Regions from separate parts of the Sus scrofa genome. Here region 2 is linked to region 1. A link is a contact called in public HiChIP or PLAC-seq data. All regions are on one chromosome and are shown on one strand. The core of a region is the stretch at or near the end of the contact, and the rest is flanking DNA. Distances in the headings are between cores, read along the strand shown. Region 1 holds the start of QKI (QKI, KH domain containing RNA binding). Region 2 holds the start of LOC110259878 (a long non-coding RNA gene).

Region 1 (5,139 bases), core at 189-2,688:
CTTCTTTAACCACCTTTTATCACGGAGACATTTCCGGTCTTTTGTTCTTTCGCGACATCCCAACTCTCTAATGTTCAGATTCCTTTTTCTCCAGCTCTATATGGTTAAAATTCCTCAAAATTCTTGTGAAAAATCTGGAATCCATTGTTCATTGTATAAAATATACTTTTCCGTTTTCGTTTAACAGTCCTCCGGGGATGCTTCTACACAGAAAAGAGAAACTCCTTGCTACTCGACTTTCAAAACAGACATTTTTGTTGGTCATATTTTTCCCTCGGCGTCCACAGACGTGCACAGCGACCAGAAATTAACACTCCGGGTCACTGCTACAAGACCTTGTTAAAGTAATTCCAGAGTGGGTCAAAATTAATCTTCTCGACATTCGTCGCTCCTCACAGCTCTCCACCAACACAGCGTTTTGGCAAACTTTTACTCGTTTTTATCGTCGCCCTTTCAAACGTCTTGATTTCCTGTCTTGCAAACTAAGGCAACGGCGTCCTCGGGAGAAGCTCTCCGCCGAAGTTCTTTGAAACTCGGGATTACGTTTACACTTGTCCTCGCGGTATTTCGCGTTCACACCCCCCCCCGAAGTGAAGTTAAACTCCCCAACAGTTCTCGCTTCCCCAAACAAAAGGACAAAAAGTGCTTTCCGCTGTCATTCGGTCCTCGCCCCGGGCTGAAGCGGCGTTACTCTCGGTCGGCTGTGGAACCCCTCTCAATTAGCGAGCCCACGCTACTCCCCTCGAGTACTCACAAGCCACGCAAACTTCGAAAAACCCAAAGCCCCACGGCATCTCCCAGTGGGGGAAGCGCCGGCGACCCGCGGGAAGGCCCCTCGGGAGCGGCCCCGAGCCGGTGTCCTTCAGGCGCCCGCGGGGCGCGGGGCGGGCAGGCCGGGCCGCTCCCCCGGAGGCCCGCGAGGCTGCGGGCCGTCGCGGTGCTCGCAGGCGCGGCCGGGAGCCGGGGCGCAGCAGGGCCGGCCTGCAGGCTCCCCCAGCGCTCCGACGCCGGCGCCCAGGCCGGCCCGGGCGGGGCGCGGGGGCCGGGACCCGGGGCCCAGGGGCCGGGGGGGGGGGGCGTCCCGCCCGCAGGTCCCGCCCGCGCCCCGGCCCCGGCGCGCCCCGCGAGCCCGGCCTCGGCGCCGCCTCCGTGCGCCCCGCCCGGGCCTCTCCGTCCCCGGGCGCACGGTCCCCGCCGGCCGCGACCTTCCCGCCCTCCCCACTCCGGCGGGCGTCGGGTCCCGGGAAGAGGGGCCGCCGCCCGGGCGCGGGCCCGAGGGGCCGGCGAGGCGACTCACCTTCGTCCAGCAGCCGCTCGAGGTGGTTGAAGATCCCGCAGAAGTTGGGCAGGCTGCTCATGAGCTTCTTGTCGTTCATCAGCTGCATCAGGTAATCTGGGGTGGGCTTCGGCTTCTCCTTCGTTTCCATTTCCCCGACCATATTCCAGGCTCCGCAGCTCACTCCGCCCGCCGCCGCCGCCGGAGAGGAGGGAGGGGCGGGGAGCCCCGGCCGCCGGCCGCTCGGGACTCGGCGTCCCGCTCCGCTCCGCTCCCGCGCCGGGCGCCGGGGCGGCCGGACCGCGCGCTCGCCGCGCTCTCCCCGCCCCCGCAGGCACTTTCCGCCCGCGGCCCGACGCGCTCCCGGCCCGCCGCCGCTCCTCGGCCGCCGGCTCGGCGCGTCCCTCACGAGGCCGGCGGGCGGGAGGCGGGTCTCCGCGGGCCGAGTGCGGGCGCGGGCCGCTCGGCGCCGGACGAGGAGGAGCCGGGCCGCCGCCGCTCGCTCGGCTGGTCGCGCCCGCTCAGCCGCCGCCGCCGCCTCTGCCGCGGGCTCGGGGTCTCTCTGGGCTGGTCCCCGCCGCGGCCGCCTCTGCCGCTGCCGCCGCGCTCTGACTCCGCTCCTCCTCTTCCTCCTCCTCCTCGCCTCCTCCTCCTCCTCACTCACTTGGCGGCGGAGTTCGCCTCAGTTCAGGCGGCGCTGCCAGCGGCGGCGGCGGCGGCGGCGCGGGGGGAGGGGCGGCGGCGCGGGGAGGGCCGGGGGCGGGCGGCGGGCGGGGCCGCGCAGGGCGGCCGTTAGCGGGGCCCGGCCGGCGCGCTCCTCCTCCCGCCGCCGCCGCCCCCCGCAGCCCCCGGCCCAGGCGCCGCCGCCGCCGAGCCGTCGCCCTCCGGCGGGGTGGGCGGCCTGAAGGGCCGGCGGCGGGCAGCGTGACGGAGGCGGCGCGGGGCGAGCCGGCCTGGGCGCCGGGGTGGGCGCCCCGGGCGAGCAGGAGCGGAGGGAGGGGCCGCTGCGGGGCCGACGGACGGGGGAGGGCGCCGGGTGGCTGTGCTTTCGACTGGGGCGGGGGCGCGGGCCGCGTCGCCTCGCGCTCCCCGCTGCCGGCCGGCTCGTCTGGCGGGCGCGGTCGGGCTGTGGCGTTTGGTGAGAGGGATTTCCAGCGGGACGGGCTACGGCGCGCCAGGGCTGCGCTCGCCGCCGCACGGCCCCATCCTCTCCCCCGTTATTATGGTTCTTTAAAAGCCTCCCAACCACCCTCCCCGCCACCCCGAAAAAAAATTTTTTTTAACGTCCTGTTGCTTCACGGGGGACTTTCGGGGTGGGCGTCACGTGGCCCGACACGTAGCCGTAAGGTCCGAGAGCGCGTGCGTGCGTCGAGGCCGGCGGCCACGCCCCTTCCGAGGGTCGCCCCGCCCCCGCTGGGGCCCCGCGAGCGAAGGGGGAGGTGCGGGGCCTGCCGCGCGCCTGCGTGGGGCGGGCGGGGGAGGGGGCGCGCCGGCGGGAAGGGGGAGAGCGAGGATGGGGCCGATCCCCGAGTGTTGGTGCGGAGAGCCCTGTGCGCAGCGGCCGGGCCGTCGGACCCTTGGTGGTGGTGGGGAAGTAGAGGGGTCTTCGCTCCCTGCCCCACGCTGTAACGATTGTGTTGCCCCGAGTCCTCCTGCGCAGGACGTGTTCACGATGGGCTCGGACTGTGGTTGTGTGGTTGGTGGGACCGCACGACGACCCTCATGTCCCCCCGGTCTCCTCCGGCCTCTGGAGCCACACGGCGGGATGGAGCCTGAGGAGCGGCGGGTCCCGCTTGGGCTCCTCTTGCAGCCCCGACGACGTCGCCGTCGCGGTGGCCGCGGGGGTGGGAGCGGCGGTCGCGCTCTGGGGTTGGGGTCCGCTCTGTTGCGACATCCCGCTCTTCTGAGAGCAGCTGCAGTGAGGAGGGCGCACCGGCTGGACCGAGTCGGGAGCAGAACGTGAACGCTGTTTGCGATGTGATGGCATCAGCGCTTCGTGATGGCATCAGTATCCAGTAATAAAAGGCAGCCGCAATAAAGAAGCGAAATAAGGAGCGTGTACCTAGTTGGAGAAGCGAAATAAGGAGCGTGTACCTAGTGGGAAAAGCGAAAGTCAACACTCATATTTGCAAAGTTGAAAAAGAAATCATACGTTGAGCAAGAGTCTTTTCATGCATCAAAATAGATTTCAAATATTGTTTGGGCAAGAATTTTCTGAACCTCAACAATGCAATTACGGTTCAGAAAACTGCTGAATTTTGTCAGCCACCAAATCTGCATCTGCATTTTATTCCAAGCCCTTTATAACACGTTCAACTAATAATAGAGACAAAATTATTTAATATCAAACTGACCATTCCATGAGTGGCACATAGCTGAAATAGCTATCTCATGTCTACAGTGTTTTACCTGTAAGAACTTAAGTTGGCTTTTTGGGGTTTTTGGTAGTTTTGCTTCAGATTCTGAGGAACACTGTTTGAGTTGTATTGAAACTACTAAATGAATTTCAAATATTCTTGAGTGGCAAGTAGCTTCTGGCCTGTTCGTTTAAAAACCATAGAGTACTTTTAAAATTAAGCTACTTTAATAAAGGAAATAGAATTGCTTTGCTAGACAAAGTTAAAAACATTTAATTCTCAAATAGTTTAAGTTCACTAACATCCATCACTTAGTAAAATTGTAATATATTCACCTACTTAATATCTATCGAAGGATGAATTTTATAAATGCAGGGAATAGTAATTTGAACAAAAATCTGTTGTTTCTTTGAAAACTAATTAAGGTATGCTTCTTGAGTACCTGGGAAAATAAGTGGTTTTGGTACTAAGTTACTCATTTGATTCTGTAATGTAACACGTTCACTCTCCTCCTTGGTCTTTTCACTTATTTATTAAGCTCCTAGGCCCTGTGCTAAATGTTCTACCTGTGTATCTCCTTTAATTTCTCTTTCAACTTTGCGGCTTCGATTATGCTATTATCTCCATTTTATATAAGGGGAAACTCAAGGAGAAAAAGGTTAAGTAACTTGTCCAAGTCTGTAGCTCATGAGTCCTGGGACTGGGATTCAAGTCCACCTATATTTTCTTCTAAAGCCCATGTGCTATGCCCTGCTACTAACCCTATCCAATGGGATTGAGACTTTTGATGATATTCGACAATTTTTGACTCATAGAAACTGCAATTTTATATGGCTGACCTGTTCCTAAAATCTCAGTGAACCAGATCAGGGGAAAAGAAGAGTGGTAGGCAGTATCAATTTCCCGTGTATTAAATCCCTTCTGGTTACAACACTTGATAATAGCTACCACGTTTTACCTTTTCAAATATACATGGACCACTGCTCTGTTCACAGTTCTTCAGTGGTCTCCCCCCTCAGATGAAAAGCAAAGATCTTACTGGGGCCTGTGAGGCCCCAGGTGCTCTGGTCCCCTGCTGCCTCGGTGACATGTTGGGCTCTGCCTGCAGCCCACCCCCCTCCAGATCCCTCCTGATTCTAAATTAGGCCAAGCAAGCCTTGCTTTGGTGTTTTCTTTCCTTGAAGGATTTTCCCCACGCATCTGCAAGCTCCTCCCACTCTTTCTCAGGTTTTATCAAAGAAGGCTTCACTAACCAACCACCCTATATAAAATAGCATATGCATTATGTAGACACACTTTCTATATTCTATCTGCTTACCCCCCCTTACTACTTTTCATAGCATTTATTTCCACCTGACATGTTCTATCTATGGATATATTTGTTTGTCTGCCTTCCCCCCCTACAGTGTAAGCTCCAGGAGAGCAAGGACTTTATTTTGTTCTATTTGGAACTCCCAGCACTTGGAAGAGTGCATAGCACATGTAGGCACATTAAATATATCTTCC
Region 2 (5,855 bases), core at 2,963-5,462, 65 kb after region 1:
TTCACAGGGGCTTATTAAATCCCTGAATCAGGTAAAATCAGCACACACGTCCTTCGTGGTAATTACGATTACGGGGAATCAAACGATTTAAGACAGTGCGGACATATATGATGATGTGGAATTAAAAACCACGGTGTGGAGTTCCCGTCGTGGCGCAGTGGTTAACGAATCCGACTAGGAACCATGAGGTTGCGGGTTCGATCCCCGGCCTTGCTCAGTGGATTAACGATCCGGCGTTGCCGTGAGCTGTGGTGTAGGTTGCAGACGTGGCTCGGATCCCGAGTTGCTGTGGCTCTGGCGTAGGCTGGTGGCTACAGCTCCGATTAGACCCCTAGCCTGGGAACCTCCATATGCCGCGGGAGCGGCCCAAGAAATAGCAACAACAACAACAACAACAACAACAAAAGACAAAAGACAAAACAAACAAACAAACAAACAAAAAAACCCACGGTGTTAGAAAGTCCAAGGAACGGGAATACACTAAGACAGAAGGAAGCGATGCCAACAGCTTTGGGAGGATTGCGGCGCAGTGGGGACGGTCTGGAGTCAGGGCTGGCATTTTCTAGCTTTGTGATGTTGCCCCGAATTCGGACGTGGTAGAGGCGCTACTTTGCCAGCTGTAACATGGGGATAACACTTCCTTATACGGTTGTGGTGGTGAAGTCACTGAGCACGGAGTTGGCACATAGTAACCACAGTAGGCAGTGAAGAGTAGGAATGTAGGTGCAGTAGGTATACTTGCAATAAACCACAGAGATTCAAGGAGCAAACTACGCATAGGGTCCTTACAAATCTCCAAGCATATAAGGATCCTAAAAAACGGTCAAAAGTGGTCACAGCCTACGGAGGTGGTAGTAACAGTTAATGAATGAATTCAATGACTACTACAGATAAAAAAAAATCCCTTCCTCATTAAACTCACTAGTAAAGAAGTAAAAGGTAATGCAAATCTCGGTTGCCATTATAATAATGGAGACGCTGGTGAAACCACGGTGAACTAGGAATATCCGGGAATTCCTGGTAGAAGTGTGTTTATTATTTTGGAAGAGAATTTGGTAAATATTATCAAGAGCCGTAACATTCTACATTTTGATCTCCTGATTCTGTTCTTGGCAATGAACTAACTCAAGTTAGGAGGAAGCTATACTTATAACAAGGCATGTAGCTAAGATTATAAGAATAAAAAAATCTAATAATACAGCAGTAGTCACTTTGTCATAGAATAGTAGCTCTATGAGATATTATATGGTGATTAAAAATAGCAGAGGGTATACAAAATGGAGTACATATAAAATGATGTCCAGTAGGATACAATGTATTGAAGTAACTAGAAGTATTGAAAAAAATCATATATAAATATATATGGATACAGATGAAAGGATGCTGTGAAGAAATGCAATTCATTTATATTGGTAGAGGGTTTTGGATATAATTATATGTGTATTATTTTATTAATAAATATGGTAAAATAACTCTATTATGAAGCAATAACTCCTCGTGATTCATTTTATGGAGTGACCAATATTAGGTATAAAATCCAATTCAGGGACTCCCAGTAAAGGCACAAACAAGCTCTGAGGGGCATTTCCTGGCTCAGTTGAGAAATACCGTTGACAACACACCTGAAAACGTCTCTCTAAAGAAAACTTTACTTCTTAAGGTTGGAGTTTGGTTCCCTGACGCTCTTTCATATTATTATAAGCACTCTGACATTTAATTTGGGAAATCATTCTCTATTAGATGTGAAAACAGCTTCAAAAGTCACTTACGAAAGTAGCAGATAACTAAAAGAATATTATACATGATGGCACCAACCAAACAGAAATGTTTGGTCATTCACCGGTTCTGTAGTTTTTGAGGAACCCTCCGAGTTTTATAAATGACAAAAACACTTTGTCAAAGCCTCAGATCAGGCCCTACGTGTGCATGTGAAGAGGAGCTATTTCTGTCTCTGGGCTCCAGTTACACAGCCCGAGCTGGGCGCTTTGTTCTCAGAACTCACGCTGTCATCAAAAGGGACTCCGTACAAATAGAGCAGTGGGCCCGCAGTGGCTGAGCCGTAACCACAGCTGCAAACCCTCCGTCATGTGAACTCGCCGGGCTTTTTCTGGGTCTGGAATGCCTGCTGGCCACGCCTTCCCTGCCTGGCCTCAGCCTGCACCCCCGTCCATTCTTACATCCACTCCGCTCCCCCACGTGGCCCAGGCCGCCTCCCTCCCTCTGGCCTCCGGAGCAGCTGTTTTCACGCCGCCTGTGGTCGTCGTCGTAGGGCCGGTCCTGTGGGTCCCCTCCCAGCAGGATCCGTGCCTGTCCAGGGGAGAACCGTGGGTGTCTACCTCGTGGTGACATGGTGTCTGGCCCGTGGGCCCTGGAGGAACCTTAGTGTGTGGTCTTTGGAGGGACTAGAAGGGTCCATGAGGTCCCTGAAATCGTGGGCAGCTTGTGTGCACAGGCAGATGGCGAGGTTGAGGCCTCCCAGCAGGGGTTTCTCGATTCCTTTGTCCCTTTAAGCCCCCTGGGGGTTGAGCCGGTCCCGGAGGCCTCTTTCCCCTCCATGGCCAGTGACTGGTTTAGGCGCTGGCCAGCGACTCTCAGACCCATGGGGCCGAGGGCAAGATGGTGGGAAACTGGGGGACAGGGCGTTTTCACGGGTGGGGGAGGCCAGAGGCGGCCGGCCCTCTTCATCCAGTCCCGGGCCCTTTGGGGACCACAGGCCACTGATAGGACAGAAGCAGAGTGGGAAGTGCATGTGTTTGGGGGGGCACTGGAGCCTCAGGTGTGACCGAGCATGGCCTCCACCAGCCCTGACTGGTTCACTCGGCGTGTCATGTGATACCGCACACACACTGTTTCTGGAGGAGTTTTCATTGCATTTCCTCTATTTTTGTAGCCGATGCATCTGACAGGAAGTCGTAGTTTTCATTAGCTGAAGAAAAGGATCTGCCTCCCCTCCCCTGCCAGGGTTCAGGATCTCTCTAGAAGGCGCTCAGAGGATGTAGACTGACTCACTGACTGACAGACTGACACGGCTCCGTGTAACCCAGGTACCGTGGACATTCGCGGCGGCCTGTTTGGAGGAGGCTGCTGACTGGAGTGTGTGGATCCCACGGTCCAGCCCAGCGCTCTGCACGGCCAGACCGTGGGAGAGAGAGTTCGAGAAACTGAGTACTGAGCAAGCAGGGGTCCAGGCCACGGCGCTGAGCGTGCCTGCGAGAGGACCCAGCCAGCTGGTGGGTGGGCACCAGAGGGTCCCTCTCACCAGGAGCCTGCCGGGCAAGCAGGCTTCAGCTTACAGGCAACCCTGGCTGGTCAGTCGTGTTCAGAAGGATTCTGAAGTTGTGTCTAAATTAGGCCTGGATTATCCCTTTGTCTCCCAAGGACACAAATGAGGCAGCCCATTCAGGCAGTTATTTGTCCTCCTTGTCTGGGGCCTGGTTCTTGGCTTTCTGGGAGCAGGAAAGTCAGGGCGTCCTCCCAGAGCAGAGACGGTCAAGAGAGGGTCCATGTAGCTCTTGAAAAAGATCTCATCCCTTTGACACATTTTGTTCAAAAACAGTCTGACTCTGAGGCCCAGGGTCGTGCAGGTGGAGGCGCTGTTTCCGGCTGTCTCAGGTTTATGAAGCTCCATCTACCCCTGGAGCAGCCTCTTCCTCCGCCAGCGGCGGTGGCCAAACTCTGATGCGTCCCCTCTTTTCAGAGGGACCCACGGTCGTGCTGTCCTGGCTCAGACTGGGGCGGGTAGGGGGGAGCCTGGCTTTCAGTCCAGCGGCTGCTTCTCTGACTGCGGCCTGTGGTGAGGCTGCAGGGCCCTGGGGCCCCGAGGTAGACCCGAGGACACCTGCTCTAATGTCACAATGCTGCTTCTGGTCGGGCTGCAGCTTTCCTCAGTGCCCGCTGGGCAGTGCCCCCTGCTCACCTGGGCTCTGTGGGAAGTGCAGGGGGTGTGAGCTTAGCCACCTCCAAGGGGAAGGGCGCAGGGTGCAGGGCAGAGGGGCTGGGGGCTTCAGCAAGGTCGGGGGAAGGCTCTGCCTGACCACCTGTAAAAGGACGGGACAGTCACTCCCTGAGGGGAGCAGCCCAGACAAGGACTGGGACAGGGACGGGACTCGGAGCGACACAGTTAGCTCAGAATGTGCTCTACTCTGAGGGCTGGCACGGGGGAGGGAGGGGAGGGCCTGTGCTGGCTTCGGTGGGCAGCGGAGGAGGCGGGGAGCCCAGGTGGGGGCCCTGGCTGGAGGGCCTGGTCCCTGCAGAGGGTGGTACCACGGGCACTGGGGAGGGGCCCTTGCCTCCCCCTCCTTTGCCTCTTCTCCCCGCCCCTTTCCTCTCTCGCTGGGGTCTCCCCTCCACGTGCCTCCCTCCCCTGCCGCTTCCCAGGCAGGTGACAGGGCCGCTGCCTTCACCCGCCCCCTGGAGGGACGCACAGAGGAGCTGGGAAGGGGGCCGCCTGCCGGACCAGCTTGAAGAGAAGCAGATGCAGCGCCTGGCTCGGGGGAGGTGGCCGAAGGACATGACCTTCCTCCCGGCCTTTCTTTTGGGAAAGGAAGTCTTCGGACGTTTGTAGCAACTGAATCAATCTTGTCACTTTGATAAGCAGGGTCCCGGTGCGGAGAAAGCTCCACACTTCCTCCGATTGTTCCAGTTTATTGAATTTCAGCGTGTGGGACATGATAGGCCCGTTCCTGGGGAGCGCGGGAGGAAGCGGGGGCGGCCGGGGCTTCCGCGGGGCGCCCGGGGAGCAGCGCGGCCCGGGTTATTCTTGGAAGTTATTTTGATCTCCTGGCCCCGACGGCTCAGGTTTCTGGCCGGGCCTCTGGGCCACGTAACGGGAGGATGAGGCGCTTCATTATAAGAATAGCCTCGGCGGCTCTTTGAGGGCACCGGGACCACGCTGGCTCAGCGGCGGGCCTCGGGGAGCAGTGAGGGCCGCTGCCGGAGGCTCCCGGGAGCGCAGCCTCTTCCCCGCGCTGCTGGGGAGCAGAGGTGACTCAAGAGGAGCCTGACTCATGAGCTCCCCGGACAGGAAGGCCGGGCAGGCAGTGTAACGAAGAAAGTTCTGGTCCAAGCTGTTTATAAAATGGAACCTCTTGCCCTTGAAATAGAAGCTCCTGAACCGGTGAGGGCGGGCGCCCCCCACCCGGGCCCCAGGCTTTGCTATTTTAACTTCTGCGTTTAAGTCCTTTCTTCTTATTATAGATGTTGCATCACCTCCCTTTGGCTGCAGCACTGAAGTACCACGACCGGGGTGCTTAAACAACACAATTTGCTTTCTCGGGGTGCTGCGCGCAGAAGTTGGAGACACGGTGCGGGCTGCGCTGCTTCCCGCTGAGGCCGCGCTCTCCCAGTCCCCCCCTGGCTTGTGAGATGACGGCTTCAATCTCCGCCTTCATCGGAGCTGGCATGCTCCGCGTGTGTTCACATTTCCCCTTTTTATGAGGACAGCAGGGATACCGGCTCAGGGCCAGGCTACTCCAGGATGACTCATCTTAACTGATTACATGGGCAAGGACCCTATTTCCCAATAAAGTCACAGTGAATTTTGGGGGGGAACACAATTCAACCCACAATAGATGGAGTGGTACATATGCATGGTGCAAATCTAGAAAATAGAAGCAAGCACAAAAGAAGAAGAAACCCTTTTATCACTGAGTGATCCTGGCTGTGAATATCTTAGAGGCCCGAAAAAAAAAATCTTAAAATTAGACAAAATGAGTGTATTGTTTCATATCTTTATTCAATGATCTCTACCTTTCTACTTCACTAAATTTCTTCTCATCAATAGTCTATGTTCAAAATGTGTGTTATTTACCGTAATTTTGTGCAAATCAATAACAAATCCATGGCCATTCGTTTTC

What was found. HiChIP or PLAC-seq counts read pairs in DNA pulled down with a chosen protein or histone mark.
Region 2: an H3K27ac HiChIP or PLAC-seq map of skeletal muscle shows a contact between it and region 1. The contact joins the enhancer-like site here to the promoter of QKI in region 1. A contact is called at or near these places in 1 of 5 promoter capture datasets (liver), 14 of 47 Hi-C or Micro-C datasets (alveolar macrophages, brain, fetal heart ventricle and 7 more) and 2 of 2 datasets of contacts at active chromatin or transcription factors (alveolar macrophages and skeletal muscle).

Annotation. Positions count from the first base shown.
Region 1 is chr1:4,881,803-4,886,941 of Sscrofa11.1, forward strand. QKI (QKI, KH domain containing RNA binding) reads right to left here and starts at 1,439. Exons shown (of 8, transcript NM_001007195.1): 1 at 1,298-1,439. The coding sequence starts at 1,439.
Region 2 is chr1:4,944,494-4,950,348 of Sscrofa11.1, forward strand. It overlaps LOC110259878 (a long non-coding RNA gene), which reads left to right and starts at 388. Exons shown (of 2, transcript XR_002342280.1): 1 at 388-3,044; 2 at 5,197-5,781. Within about 2 kb of position 4,213, at least 27 of the 83 cell types and tissues checked have an H3K27ac peak or open chromatin away from gene starts, as enhancers often do. A contact at or near this core is called in alveolar macrophages, fetal skeletal muscle, liver and 3 more, where this site is marked.